Regions from separate parts of the Mus musculus genome. Here all the other regions are linked to region 1. Evidence: chromatin contacts called from public HiChIP or PLAC-seq data. All regions are on one chromosome and are shown on one strand. Each heading gives the region's core, a stretch centred on a gene start, on an enhancer-like site or on the middle of the called end of the contact. The rest is flanking DNA. Distances are from core to core; before and after follow the strand shown.

What was found. HiChIP or PLAC-seq counts read pairs in DNA pulled down with a chosen protein or histone mark.
Region 2: a FOXA1 HiChIP or PLAC-seq map of pancreatic cancer cells shows a contact between it and region 1. The contact joins two enhancer-like sites. A contact is called at or near these places in 1 of 484 Hi-C or Micro-C datasets (CD8 T cells) and 3 of 115 datasets of contacts at active chromatin or transcription factors (embryonic fibroblasts, pancreatic cancer cells and stem cell-derived neural progenitor cells).
Region 3: a contact with region 1 is called in an HNF4G HiChIP or PLAC-seq map of pancreatic cancer cells. The contact joins two enhancer-like sites. A contact is called at or near these places in 3 of 484 Hi-C or Micro-C datasets (CD8 T cells, liver and nephron progenitors) and 4 of 115 datasets of contacts at active chromatin or transcription factors (embryonic fibroblasts, embryonic stem cells and pancreatic cancer cells).

What each region holds. Positions count from the first base shown.
Region 1 is chr12:70,614,440-70,619,124 of GRCm38.p6, forward strand. It overlaps Gm40436 (a long non-coding RNA gene), which reads left to right. Exons shown (of 3, transcript XR_872797.2): 2 at 4,326-4,445. Among named protein-coding and RNA genes, the nearest start is that of Gm40436, 26 kb to the left of the region's middle. Within about 2 kb of position 2,297, at least 53 of the 459 cell types and tissues checked have an H3K27ac peak or open chromatin away from gene starts, as enhancers often do. A contact at or near this core is called in embryonic fibroblasts and pancreatic cancer cells, where this site is marked.
Region 2 is chr12:70,797,805-70,802,489 of GRCm38.p6, forward strand. No RefSeq gene overlaps it. Among named protein-coding and RNA genes, the nearest start is that of Frmd6, 25 kb to the right of the region's middle. Within about 2 kb of position 2,132, at least 85 of the 459 cell types and tissues checked have an H3K27ac peak or open chromatin away from gene starts, as enhancers often do. A contact at or near this core is called in embryonic fibroblasts and pancreatic cancer cells, where this site is marked.
Region 3 is chr12:70,776,650-70,781,334 of GRCm38.p6, forward strand. No RefSeq gene overlaps it. Among named protein-coding and RNA genes, the nearest start is that of Gm51973, 32 kb to the left of the region's middle. Within about 2 kb of position 2,307, at least 30 of the 459 cell types and tissues checked have an H3K27ac peak or open chromatin away from gene starts, as enhancers often do. A contact at or near this core is called in embryonic fibroblasts and pancreatic cancer cells, where this site is marked.

The DNA.
Region 1 (4,685 bases), core at 1,047-3,546:
AAATACCAGATGGATACCATCACCAATTGTTCAAACACCAGAGCCTGTGGGGGAATGTTCCATATCCAAACCACAATGACCAGATCGCTCTCCTCTGTACTAACACTAGATATGAAAAGCAAGACCCTGGGCTTCCAGTCTCCATCTTTTAGTGCAAGACAGCAATTCTCAACCTGTGAGTCGGGACCCTTTAGGGGTATTTACATTATTATCCATAACAGTAGCAAAATTACAGTTATGTAGTAGCAATGAAAATACTTTTATGGTGGGGGGGTCATCACAACATGAGGAACTGCATCTGGAAGGTTGAAAACCACTGCTGTAATAAGATAAAGCATGTGGGGATTGTGGGATAGTGGTGGGGTATAAATATTAGTGGCCAGAGGATACACTGTGGTGGAAGAATGATAGCCACAAATTCTTTAATAACTCTGTCACTAAGAGACGGAATTTAGTTCTCTTCCTTGTAGATCTGGAAAGTCTGTTGGTATTAGCCAGTGGAGACCTGCCAGATATAGTTGTGGGATAACCAGGGACTACCTTAAAAGGAAGAGCAGTTTTCACCAGTTTCTAGGGCTCTGAACTACACCAATAAGAAGCCTGGTACACGGGAAGACAATGAGATATACTCTGGTACTACATGGGCAGAAGAGCACAGGGACAACCAGAACACAGGCTCTTATTACCCTGATGGCATAGAACAGGGATCCTCCAAACCAATCTAGCTGTCACCGGATACCCCCACTGTGTGATCACAACTGACACTACACAGAGAAAAATCACCTTGCTCAAATTCCTGTCCGTCAAAATCATGAGGCCCACAAAAGGCACTGTTGGCTAGTAGGTGCTGTGGTCCCAAGTAAACACTTCCATGTGGCGACAGACATCTCGGGTGTGCAGAGGACACCACTCGGCCTCCCATTTCACATTCCGTGGTTTCATGGGTTTTGTTTGTTCGCTTTCTATGCTTTTCAAGACAGGATTTCTCTGTGTAACAGCCCGAGCTGTCCTGGAACTCACTCTGTAGACGGTGTTCACAGAGATCCACCTGCCTCTGCCTCCCTAGCACTGTAATTAAAGGTATGCGCCACCTCTACATGGCTGGTTTGTGAATTTTTGATGAGATCCAGCACTGGGCGCCTTGGTCTTTAGGCCTGGATCTGACAGCAATGCCCCTATGTCCTTGAGCAAGCACTACCTCTTCACCTGGTCTTATTTTTGACATTTGCCAAATGAGACTGTGACACTAAACCTTTGAGTTTCCCTTCATCCATGGCATCTTGTGGCAGTCAGCATATATGATCAATAGTAAGTACTAATGCGGAAGGATATTTTCACAGGAAACTCAGAACACACCAATCTCTTCCTGACTATCACTGCCTCAGTCCAGACTCTGACCCAACACCTAGGAGCCAATAGTTTTGTGTAATAGTTTCAGGCACCTCACTTCCTGGGTGGGGACACACCCTGTGAATGCAAATAGCTCAAGACTAAAAGGAGAGAGGGAGAGGGAGGAATAAAACTGGGCTCAGCGCCCATCCATTCATTCCACAAAACTCTTGTGTTGCATGAGGATGGGGCAAAGGATGTATCGGGGCCACGGGCTCTTCTGGTGGACTGAGAAGAGTAAGGAAATTCATCCTGTGTAAGTCTGGACTTGCAGCTCAATAACAAATCCATCTGTGAGATGGTCCGAATTTACCCACTTGGCCTTCGTGACATGTCAAAGGCAGAAAGAAAGCGTTCTTTGTGTGGAAGGCTGAGATCTGCACTGTCCCAGGACTGTAAATATAGCTGCTTACTTCCTGAAGCTCCAGTTAGTCCCTGGTGACCTTTCCCAAAGTATTCTTTTTCTGGTTTCCATTAATAGCTCCGGCCCTAAGTCACTACTGTTGACAATGTGCATGGCAGTGTATTGAAAGAAGGAACACTGCAGCTTGGTGCAACTTGGAATTGTTTGTTCAAGCCTTTAGCTTTAAAATTGAGACATATCCTTGTGCAGAAGGTTCACGGGGTCCTAGCAGTTCAAAGTCAAAGGCAGGCTCCTAACGTGCCCTGGAGCATCATCAAAAGAACAGTCCTCAGCTCCCTTCCCCCCATAAATCAAACCCAAAGATCCCCAGGAAGAGCATTTCTCTAATCTTCCCCTTAAATACAAGAAGCATCAATACAAAACATGACCCGCGTGGTGTTTCCTCCCCTTGGGTGGCAGCTGCTAGAATGCAACCCTGCCTTCTGTATTCAAGAGATCTTTTATTCCCAGCTGCTCAAGCCAAGCCACAAGGCTTGAAGGAATGCTTGGGATGTTGTGACTGAGGGCACAAAGAATCCGTGGTGTGGCTCTGAAATAGGGGCAGCTCTAGAGCAAAGAGCTAAAAGAACCAGGGATTGGGCTTGTATTCCTATTCCTCTCTCCCTCTCTCCCTCTCTCCCTCTCTCCCTCTCTCCCTCTCTCTCCCTCTCTCCCTCTCTCCCTCTCTCCCTCTCTCCCTCTCTCCCTCTCTCCCTCTCTCCCTCTCTCCCTCTCTCCCTCTCTCCCTCTCTCCCTCTCTCCCTCTCTCCCTCTCTCCCTCTCTCCCTCTCTCCCTCTCTCCCTCTCTCCCTCTCTCCCTCTCTCCCTCTCTTCCTCTCTCCCTCTCTCCCTCTCTGTATATGTGTGTGTGTGTTCACAATGGTACATACATATGCTGGCTCTGGTCTCAAAGTATTCTTTGAATTTTTTTTTAAGACAATTAAAGGTTTTGTTGTCAACATCTAATCTAGAAGAGTCTCAGAATGACTCATTGGGCACTGGGCCATCATACCTGTGGCTAGCCAAGTTCAGTGAGAAAATTTTAGAATTAGAGAAAGGAGGCTGTGCCTTTCTTATTAATGGCTAAGCCATTGTCCCTGATAAGAGATTTTTAAAGTTTGCAAATAGGAAACGGGACACTCCAGCTGGGACTCTTTCTAAAGAGGACTCCTTATTTCACTTGATATTGAGCAATTTGGGTATGCCAGGGGCACCAACAGAAGTTGTTTTTCCGAAAAATATTCATAATCGATTTTCAATTTATCCTCTCTACAAAAGGAAAAGTTCCCCATAATATCACCTGGCATGGATCGGGTAGGTTTGAAGGATTTTTGTTCCCCTTGAAGTCAGAGACACCACCACACACCTGGGAGGTCTTTTGATGTGGCCAGTGCTTGCATACTTGGTGCCTCTTTCAAACCTACATTTCTAGGAAAAGTGAATGTGAGTTTATGGTTCATGGTCCATAGCTGAAACATCATGGGTTTAGATGACATACAGCTGGTGACATAAAGGACAGATACAGATACAGACACAGACACAGATACAGAGATAGATAGATAATAGATAGATAAATAGATAGATAGGGATATAGGTAGATTTATAGAGATATAGATTATCCTGTTGTCCTTGTTCAAATCTTCCCAGTTCTTACTAATCTATTACTGAGAAGAGACACTGATTGATAGGAGGAGGAGGAGGCTCAGTGGACCTAGTCCAGCTCAACTTCTGGCCCTACCACATGCCCATAGATGCTACCTAACATGAGGGTCCCTGAACAGTACTTACAAGTCCCAAGATTGATTTTCCTCCTGATGAAGAGGAAAGAGTCTACCTCCCTTTTACAAACAGAGAAGTAGAGGAATTAACAACAATCTGGTACGTGAGGTCATTTGGCTTTGACCTTTGTTGAATGTTGAATTGAGCAACTTCTCCCAGTGTGAGAGATGAGCACTGAAGTCTAAAATCCAAACGTAAAGACACTCAGAGCTTACGTTAATGGTTAGCTTGGTGATTTCTACATAACACACAGACCTTACTCTTAAGCATTTTGCAAAAATGGTTCTTATTGATACAGGAGACCAAAAAAATAACCAAGGCCTTGAATACATAGATCCCAGAGACTGCTCAGAATACCAATAATGCAAAACTGTAGGATGGAGGTCTCAGACAGCCTCCAAAATGAGTGTTAAGTCTGTCTGCCCAGTATGGTTGGTACACAGATAGGGCCCAAAAGGCATTCAAGTCTGAGGCTTCCATGTCTGCAACTCAGTTGAACCAGGGCCCATCCTGGAGCAAGGTGTGAAGAATCTGAGCCCCTTTATTGCTGGAGTCTGCATTGATGGATAGATGACTCACAAGCAATGGTGTAACAATGAGCTTTGATGTAGGAAAGTTATTTACATTCCTCATTATAGGAATGCAATACTGAGATATCGTTTTATGCCTACTGGATTGGCAAGCAAATGTTACTTTTAATGACATTGCTTTTGTGACATTGAGTATAAATTGTGCTCATGTGTATTACCTGTAGGAATTTAAACTGGAGCAATCTTGCTGCAGAGAAATCTGTCCCTTGCAAGGTGGCAGAGGAACATCCTATTCCGCAAAGCAACCCCACTTTAGAAGTCCTTCCCAGAAGACATCCCCAATGGTAAGAAAGTACATTACACAAGATCATTTGTGGCAGCACTGCTTATAGTTGCAAAATATGACAAACAATCTACATGCCTACAAATGCAAGAAGCCTAACTCAGCTTTGGCTCATCCATGTATGCAGTACTATGTAGCTAAAATCAAAAGCATAATGAAGAGTGTCTGCAGAGTGACAGGTACTGATGGTCCAGGATATAGTGTTAGTTGTAAAAAGCAAAATGCAAAGAATATCTATAGT
Region 2 (4,685 bases), core at 882-3,381, 180 kb after region 1:
GGATGTTAGCTGAGGTATAAATGAGAAGGAGGAAGAGAGAGGACAAGGGAAGAAGGGAAGGAGGGAAGGGGAGGGGAGGGAAGGGGAGGGGAGGGGAGGGGAGAAGAACATCCTAGATCTCCCCTTTGACAAATCAGAGGCTAGTATATAAAGGAAAACATACCACTTGGAAACATCATGAATATGACAAGAATGATTTCTTCTCAATAAAGCAGTTCTCTGTCATCATGACCCCTACTACTTTTAAAGGAGAGTGGATGCCAAGACCTCCCCACACTCAGAGCGCAAAGGTCTATAGCAAGTGGTCAGGGTGTGATTAGAACCCAGGACACAGATTTATCTAGATGTTTGGGAAGCTTCGTGTTTCCAAGCAGCTCACCCTACCAAAACTATGTCAACTACTTTATATCTGAATTTTCTATACTTTATTTTCTGGAATATCTGAAATAGCTCAACAGCTGGAATTCATGTGTTTTCTGTAGGAATTTAACATTTCTCCATTTAAAAAAAAAAGTCGGAAAGTGCAAAGAAAACTGAGCTTGGAGTAACAGCCGAGGCCTTTGCTCATGGTGACTCTCCACACTGTCCTAGACACACACGTTTCCCGTGTAGTCGGCAGTACATTCTGTGCTCTTTTCAGTGTGACCAGCTCTGCCCGATGAGCTATTCACCTTCATGAACCCCCAGCTCCCTCATTTGCAAAATGGAGCAGCTGAATTAAATGGTCTATGTGGAATTTCTTCTTGAAATCTCTCTCTGCGACTTTATTGCTCTCCGGGAACGAAGAGTTCAAACCCCATGGGAACTGGCCTGACCGCTCAGTGGAGGCCATCCAAACCTGATTTCCACTCAGTTTGGTTTGGGCACTCCACTTTTAAATTGGCCTGGGAACATCTCTAGAAGTTACCACTGGATGAAATAAATCCATCAAGGGCAGCTAATTAGCAGGAATACAGATGCCAGCAGTCGCTTACCACGGGAGCTTCAGGAGGAGATAGGGAAATGATTCTCCCCCGACCTCAAGAAAAGTTCCCCGGATTTGGCACATGCATGGGGGCTGGGTGCCAGGATCAAGGGCAGAGGGGTGAAGTCTGAGTCTCTTTCTCTGAGAACGTGTGATTCCCAAGAGTATCTCAAGTGACAGAGCTCTGATTCCCCTGTACCCTTCTGTTCAGAAGTAAGTTAAGCTCTGAACCCTCAAAATGCCAGCTTCTGCAGCCAGCAGTCCACAACCATCATTTCTAGCTCCTGGGAACGTCCCTTCTTTCCATGAGCCTTTTTCTGCTGGAGATTCCCCACCCCTGAACAGTGTAAGTCCCGTCCCTTCAGGACATGCCAAGACAGAATAATGTCCAGACCCATTCCTCTGCTGTCACAATGGGCCTGAGCTGCCTTCCAGGGCCCCGTAGATGAAGAGTGAGTGACTACAGTCCTATAGAGGACCTACAGACCTCGAGCCATGCTGCAAACATACACTCGGCTGCTAGCACGAGATTTCCGGAGCTGCGCAATGCACCCACACGTTTCTTCAAGTTCTGCTGCTTCTGGAGATGGCCTCCAAGACAGAAATAGGTACCTGAGGAAGATGTAGCATCCAAGCCAGCCAGCCAGCTGACTTGCCAGAGTTTGCTGGTGAACTCGAGGCTGTTTGCTGCTACGGGGCTTTCACAGCGCCACATTCCAGGGCTGCCGTATAATTTACTTTAAACACAGAGTGGCACTTAACCACGCCACTGTTTGTGTCCAACTCAGCACTCAAGGGAAGCTGCCTTTTAAGCCTTAACTTTTTGAAGTTATCTCACCACCACACGTGACTTTGGCAGCCTGGTTATTTGTGCTTGAGGGGGTGACTCAAAGGCTGTAAGTGTGGAGTTAGACGTGTAGCCTCCCTAAGGGAATAGGCCTGCCACTCCCACTGATCCAACTACACGGGGCTACAGGCTTTTCTGCCTTGCCGCTTTGCCTGCTTCTTGCAGTGCTGAGCTGCTCCCCTGCGACCCAAGGCCGAGCTACTGCCGGGATCAACTCCCTTAGTGCCACAGCACACCAGAATGGCCTGTGTCACCCAACTGAGCTTCCAAAGAGACTTGAATGTCTGGTTGCTCCACCCTGAGGGCTGTTCAGGGAGATGGGCGGAGCCTCATGAGAACACACAGGAGGCTAGATAACTCTGCTTGGTTAGATGCTATTCCTCACTGTGTCCGGGATCTCTAAACCAAAAAAAAAAAAAAAAAAAAAAAAAAAAAGTCCACAAAAACGATTCATTTCAAACCATTAGTTTAAATGTATGTAATTCGGAAACACTGACGGTATAGAAAACATACAACAGAGCCCTCCTTGCAAACCAGTGTAAGTAGGTCAATATGATTACCCCCACTTTATAGTTGGGGGACAGAATCTGCTAGGCATAGCTAAGAGCAAACGCCGGCAGAGGTGCTAAAATTAGAACTGAAGAGACTTCCCATCTGGGTCAAGCTCACGTGGTCACAGAGGAGACCAGCTCAAAGAGGGTAACCATGACATGCATCAGGTAAACCAGGCCTGTTCTTTTAGAACACAACAGGAATCAATGGCCACAACTGACGAGTACAGCTCACCTGGCGACCAACACCTGGCGATTTCCCTACATCCTTTGCCAGTGGGGCCACATCTGGGTGAGTCATGAGGTCAGTGAAGCTGCACCACTCAGATTGTCCAGTTGAGAGACTCTGAGTGCTGCGCTGGCCGTGAAGAGCGAGGGTCCAGAGAGGCTCCAGTCAGGAAGCATCCTCATAGAAGTGCATTTACGGGCACCTCCCTTCGATAAAGTTTCCTACCACCAATTATTCATTTGGTGGTTTGTTTGCCATGGATGTTTTTATTCTCCTTCCTGGAAATCAGTTCCATGGTTAAGAGTACTTGCTGCTCTTCCAGAGGAGCAAATTTAGTTTCCAGCATCCCTGTCAAACGGCTCACAATCATCTGAAACTCCAGCCCCGGGGGATCTGATGCTCTCTTCTGCCCTCCATGGGAACCCACACATATGTAGTGTACATTCACACTAACTTGGACACACATATTCAGATAAAGAAAAATTCAAACAAGGTGGGTGGTGGTATACCCCTTTAATCTCTGAGTTAGAGGCCAGCCTGGTCTACAGAGAGAGTTTTAGGACAGCCCCAGTTACACAGAGGAACTCTGTCTCAGAAGAAAAAAATCCTTAGTTTTCTTGAAAAATACAATGAGACTAAATAATGCTTGGTCCTCAAAAAAAAAGAGTTAAATCAAAATATTTATGTATTTATTTAAACAAAGTCTTGCAATAATATAGTGTAGGCTACTCTTGAATTTCCAAGTGCTAGGATATAGGATACCATTAAGCCAGATGAAAACTTAAAGTAACTGACTGGCCTCGATACACAAGCGAAGTCAGCGCTCTAGCACATGGAATGCCAGAAAGGACTAGATTGGTGTTAAAGTAAACAAAAAACGATCCTGGAAGAAGTTCTGCTCATGTTTTAGGAAATGAAATGCAATTTTAAATGCAGAACCTTTGTCTGGATGGACCAGTCAGCCCTCGTGGTTCCTCACAGTCAATCGAGGAAATGGCCTTAACACACCCAAACACCCAGATATAGTAGATTGTGAAAATTCGACCCATGTTGGCCACTCTGGATGCTGGCAGTACATGAATCATGCCTTCCCCTCCCAGTTCTGTCAGTGACTTTTGCCAAGGTCAAATTCACGTCCTGCGTTTCCCCTGCTGACAAAGCCTCTTCACCCCTCTTCAGGTTCGGTGACTTTTCCTTCTCTTTCTCAAGGTATCGCCATACACTCTGCCCATTGTGGCTCCAGGACACCCGTGGCCACTTTGCTCCCAATCCCAGCACAGCTGCTGTGCTGAGGAGCCAGGCTAACTCCTGTCATTGTCACTAGACTTTGAGCAGTCTAAGCATAAAGACTATGTTTGCTGTGCTGGGTGTAGACAGTGGGGAAACTGCTCAATAAGGGAGCAAGAGAAGGAAAGCAAGGTATCAATGCACAGCACACGCAGGGCAGGAAACAGAGTCTCAGATTTTCCCATCGACTGTTCTGAAGGTTTGCAAACTGCAGTCCTTCCTGGGAACCTTGTGGCTATTGCTAGTCAAACGTTGGGATACAGGAAAAATTCAAGTGTCTTGGAGACTCTGAATAACACATAAAAGGTAAACTGGGCTTGTCGGTTTCAGAACTGTCCTCTCTTTATTCTCAGTTTTTAAATATTGTAGTCTTCCTAATAGTGAGATGACTCGTAGGGGGAGTACATGTGAGACATTCTGTCTGTCTGCCTGTCTGTCTGTGTGTCCGTGTGTGTCCGTGTCCGTGTCCGTGTCCGTGTCCGTGTGTGTGTGTGTGTGTGTGTGTGTGTGTGTGTGTGTGTGTGTTCTTTCTATGTCTTTCATTAAATGAACTGTGCTGGGCTTTATTTAGCCTGTGAATCAGAGCATCGTCTGCAGCCGCTGCCCCAGGAGCCCACAGGGATGTTTTTCACTTAGCCTTAAAAACTTCAATGCTGAGACAGACAAACATCAGCATCAAATATTTTATACTCCACAAGTTAGTAAAATGAATTTTTAAAATGCAAATTGGAGCTAAGGGAGGTTGGAAATTTTGTCTGGGACGCACGCTTGCCTATTTAATGCCATCTTCAATGACGATGCAGTCCA
Region 3 (4,685 bases), core at 1,057-3,556, 160 kb after region 1:
TATAGAGGAAAGCAATCAGCTGAGCAAACCAAAACAGCAGACCCCAGCCAGAAATCCCGTCAGCAACTGTAGACAGCGAGCGCACAGACCCCAGCCAGCAATCCCATCAGCAACTGTAGACAGCGAGCACACAGACCCCAGACAGAAATCATGTCAGCAACTGTAGACAGCGAGAGCACGGCCCCAGAGCCAAACCTAGACCCTGCATAGTTAGTGCGCAAGCGCCCTAAGAACAACCCAGATGCAGTGGGTGGGCTATGTGGGCACAGCGTTCGAGTCAGGCTCTGGCAGCCCCTTTGGCACCCTGCCACTTCTCCGAGGCAGTACAGCCTCCTCCGCCACTCTGGCTTGACCCAGTGGTCAGGTCCTGAATGATGACAACTTCCCAGGGTAAATTATTTTCCTTAAATGCAGAAGCAAATGTTTTTGAGATCCTCTGACTTCTCTGCCCTCCGTGCCCTCTGAAAACTAATCTAACCTCTGAGTGGTGTGATGTCAGACCAAGGCCCCAGGTCCTCCCAGGTTGGGATGGAGAACCGGTAATCTCTACCTTTCTCGGATCAGCGACCAATCTCCAGCCATCTAATTCAGGCTCCTACAGAGTTAGCAGAAAGCTTGAAATCACAAACTTGAACTTTATAAATCCAAAGTCACACTGTTGATTTTCTAAGTTTTAATTACAACATTCTGATTTCTCCCCAAAAACTACAAAAAAAGAAAACACATTTGCTTCTCTTCCCCCTTTCAGAAAGCCCTCCTTTGAATTACCAAGGGGAATTGATGCCCTGGACCCAGACAATTACTACAGTCGGCAGCAAAGATGTGCAGAATCTTGGGGGCTTGACTTCTTTTTCTCCATTTTGTACCGTATTTCAGAAGAACACGAGGAACTGGCACATACTTTACTTATCAACAGGAATCACAATACTCCCTTGCCATTGACTAAAGAAATCCATTTGACTCTTGCAGGGTGGTGCAGGCAGGGTAGGGAAGGCTGGGATAGATGTAGAATTACAATCCCCGAAGGCAGCATAGCTTTCTGTTGCTCTTTAGCACAAGGGCTCTGGGTCTTCCTCAAGCCCCCATGCTCTGCTCGGTTTGCAAGGGCTGCAGTAACAGCAGAGCGCCTACTCCTCCCCAGCTAAGTCACAAACTCACCAGGAAGCCTTTATTTTTCTGCAATTTAGAATTTAAAGCAGCAATTTCATCTATAACATCTAAGCCCAGAATTTATTTTTAGCTTTTTCACAAAGAGAGTTGTATTCATTCAACCTTGCCTGACAATATAAGGAGGAAAAAGTGTTTTGCTTTAAAATAATAATTTAAAAAAAGTATAGATTTTAATTAGCTAAGCAGTGTGCCTTTCTCTGAATCATCAAACCTTGGCCATGGCCAAAGGCAGAGAGCCAGCTGAAGTGGAACTATGGTCAGATGAAGAGAGCAATGTCAAGGGCTGGCAGAAGCAGCAGTTGCCAGTATTCTGGTTAGTAATTTGCATATTATTGTAATGACCTATTAACACTTAGCTTTGAAATGAAAATTGAGTGATTAAAGAAAAAGCTATCTGGCAGCCATTTTTAGAACATAGAGATAAGGTGTATTTTCACCCCTGACTTCCTGAAGTAACTGGGGTGCGCAGATGTGAAGCTTCAAGCTTCTCTTCACCCCCACTCCTAGTACTCCCCACACCCAAGGAAATCTCATGGCTGGGGAAAGTTATCTGGCTCAAAGCCCCTAGGTGGAAGCACTGGGTGCCCCAGGGCTACCTTTTCCTGACAACTTAGAGAGGCATTTTCTTGCCCTGGGTTTAAAATGTCTTTCTGGGAAGGAAACTTGCAGCCTCATTTTGGGTAGCTCACCCCACCCCCAACCCCAAGGGTGAGTGCATCCTTGCAGAAGTTTCAAATCTTTACTTCAGAGCCTGACAAATCTCTGCAAATTTACTAAAAGGTTCGAGAACTGCCTCCAAGCTTGGGTTGCTGCTTAATGAAAGAAGAAAAAAAAAGAATTTTTCTTTGATCATTTATGCACATGTAAAGCCATGAAATAGGGACACTTGGATAAAAGCAATGGCCCCTGAGGATGTTGTAAAGCCATTATCCACGATACTGGAGTCTACTTCACTTTATCTCTATATGCTAATGTTTTTGAAAAGGAAGAAATGATTTACTCACTTTATGACTCTGAAAAGTTAGTCACCAAAAAAGCACTAAAGTAAAGAGAAAAACCGTTCCCACTCTCCTCCCCAGCAGCTGTCCTCCACTGAGTGAGTCATCCCGGAATCTTCCTGTCAGTGGCATGGCTGAAACCTTTTCCCATCACCCCACCTTGCCTAAGCAAAGTGGACAATGTTATCAGACTTAGGCTCACAGGAGAGTGCCCCAATAAGCCAGATCCAGCCACCTAACCTCAATAACCCAATTTATATAAACATGAATAATGAAAAGCAGAAAAGGGGGATATTCTGCATGTGGCCACACTGAGAAGAGGGGCAACAGGAGAGTTAGGTTCAAACAGAAGCCAAGAGATATACATGGCCCAGAGGCCATCCCCGCCCACCACTGTCTCAGCTCACGTCTCACCAGTAATCATCTAACAACTTGTGAACCTTTCTCCAGGGGAAAAGTTCCTCCTCTGGCTGGCCCCTGGGCTTCAGGTTTTCCCTCTCCAGCAGGAGATGCCTAGGGAAGGTCTAACATCCTGGATTCCAGTGATTCAATAATCTAATAGCCAAAGAGAAGGGAGCAAGAGTGTCTTAGACTATATCCACTCCTGCCAGCTCTACAAGAGGACACGGTTATAGCCACTAGTTCACATGGTACCATGCATGTTGAATATTGGCAATTTTTTAATGTTGTCTGCTACCACTTAAGTTGGGGATATGAAACCAAGGTCCCCAAGGTACAGTGTGTAGAGAATTGTCCCAGACACTCTCTCTCTCTCTCCCTCCCTCCCTCTCTCTCTCTCTCCCTCTCTCTCTCTGTTGTTTTGGTTTTTTGATACAGGGTTTCTTTGTATAGCTCTGGTTGTCCTAGAACTCGCTCTGTAGACCAGGCTGGCCTCCAACTCACAAGGATTCACCTGCCCCTGCCTCTGCGAGTGCTGGAATTAAGTTCAGGCACCACCACTGCCCAGCTGTGATTTGAACTTGGCCTTTCCTTTATATCACTAGTGCTCTGCTGCCCTGGCTAAACAGTTGGCAGCGGAATTATCTTAACCTTCTTGACCAGACTCACAGCATCAAAATCACCTTCCTGGATAAACAGCTGGATATCCTGTGCTCAAAAAGGACTTCTTCAACATCCAGTTAGTTACATAACTACATATTCTTAGAGTGGAAACTCCCAGACGATAGCTGGTCCCTACCAGTCACTCCTTGATGTGAATGACTTCCTGAAAGATAATTAGATACTCCAAGAAACAGAGCTGACTAAGGAAAAGAAAAGTCATGTTTGTCATTTTATTTTAGTTTGCTTTGGGGATAAGATCTCACTGTGTAGCTCTGGCTGACCCAGAACTTTATGTAGACCAGGCTGGTCACAGAGAGCTGTCCTCTTGCCTCTGCTCCTGAAGGCTGAGATTGAAGGCCTGTGCTACCACTCCCAGCTGTGCAAGGTGGTTCTTAGGGGACAGGTTGGACCAAGTTAGCTTTTAACCTCCTGAGACTACAAGTGTGTGCCTTCATGCTAGACAATTTTTGAACCTGGGAACCTGGGAAGGATGACCCACCTACTATGGAAAGGCTTGGGGACAGTAGGTGTGGACGTGAGTGGGTGTGGGTGTAGGGTGTCAAGTCCAGAACAAAGAACGATGAAGAGAGAATCCTTACTAACTCTGTGGCTTGGTCTGTGGCTAGATACAGGTATATTATTACCTCATTAGTATGAATGGATAATTTGCAGTATGAGTGGGCCACTTGCTATAGTGATCCACACATAAAGAGGACTTTTTGCAGTCTTTGAATGATTGAAAAAACTAAAAGAAGAATATTATTCTATGACATATATAAGAACTTTATGGAATTCAGTTTCAGTGTTTATAAATAAAGTTTTATTGAGACAGTCTCCCTGGTTCATGTATGTCTTTTCTACGGCAGATTTTGTGCTATGATGGTAGACTTGAACAGTTTTATCAGAGATCTTATTTGTAAATACTGAAATACCTTCCCTTTTCAAAAAAAAATTCCATCAACTCCTGGAGTATGGCAAAGTATTATTTCTTTTCAGTTTTAACACATTCAGTTGAACAGCCTTTATAACATTCATAAATATCACTTAGCACATAATATTTCTTCCTTTTCAGAGTATTAAAGTGTAGAAATATTTAAAGAGCTGTTCATCCTCTGTTACTATACACACAGAACAAAACTACATGTCTAATCATATGGTATAAAGTATGGTGTATCAAAACAGTTGATAGATATGGAATCCTCTATCAGTTTGGTAATATAAATTTTTGTGTCCCATCACAAAGCATATTCATGTGTTGAAATTTTAATTCCCAAGGTGACAGCATGCCAGACAAGAGGATGTTTTAGGGAAATCATAAAGTCATGACGGAGAACCCTAATGAATGGAATTAACTTCTGATAGCACCATCAAAGCGCTAGCCAGCTCTTCTGGGTGAGGTCATATTATGAACACAAATTCTGAACCAAAACTTGGACACTCACTAGACAGAAACTG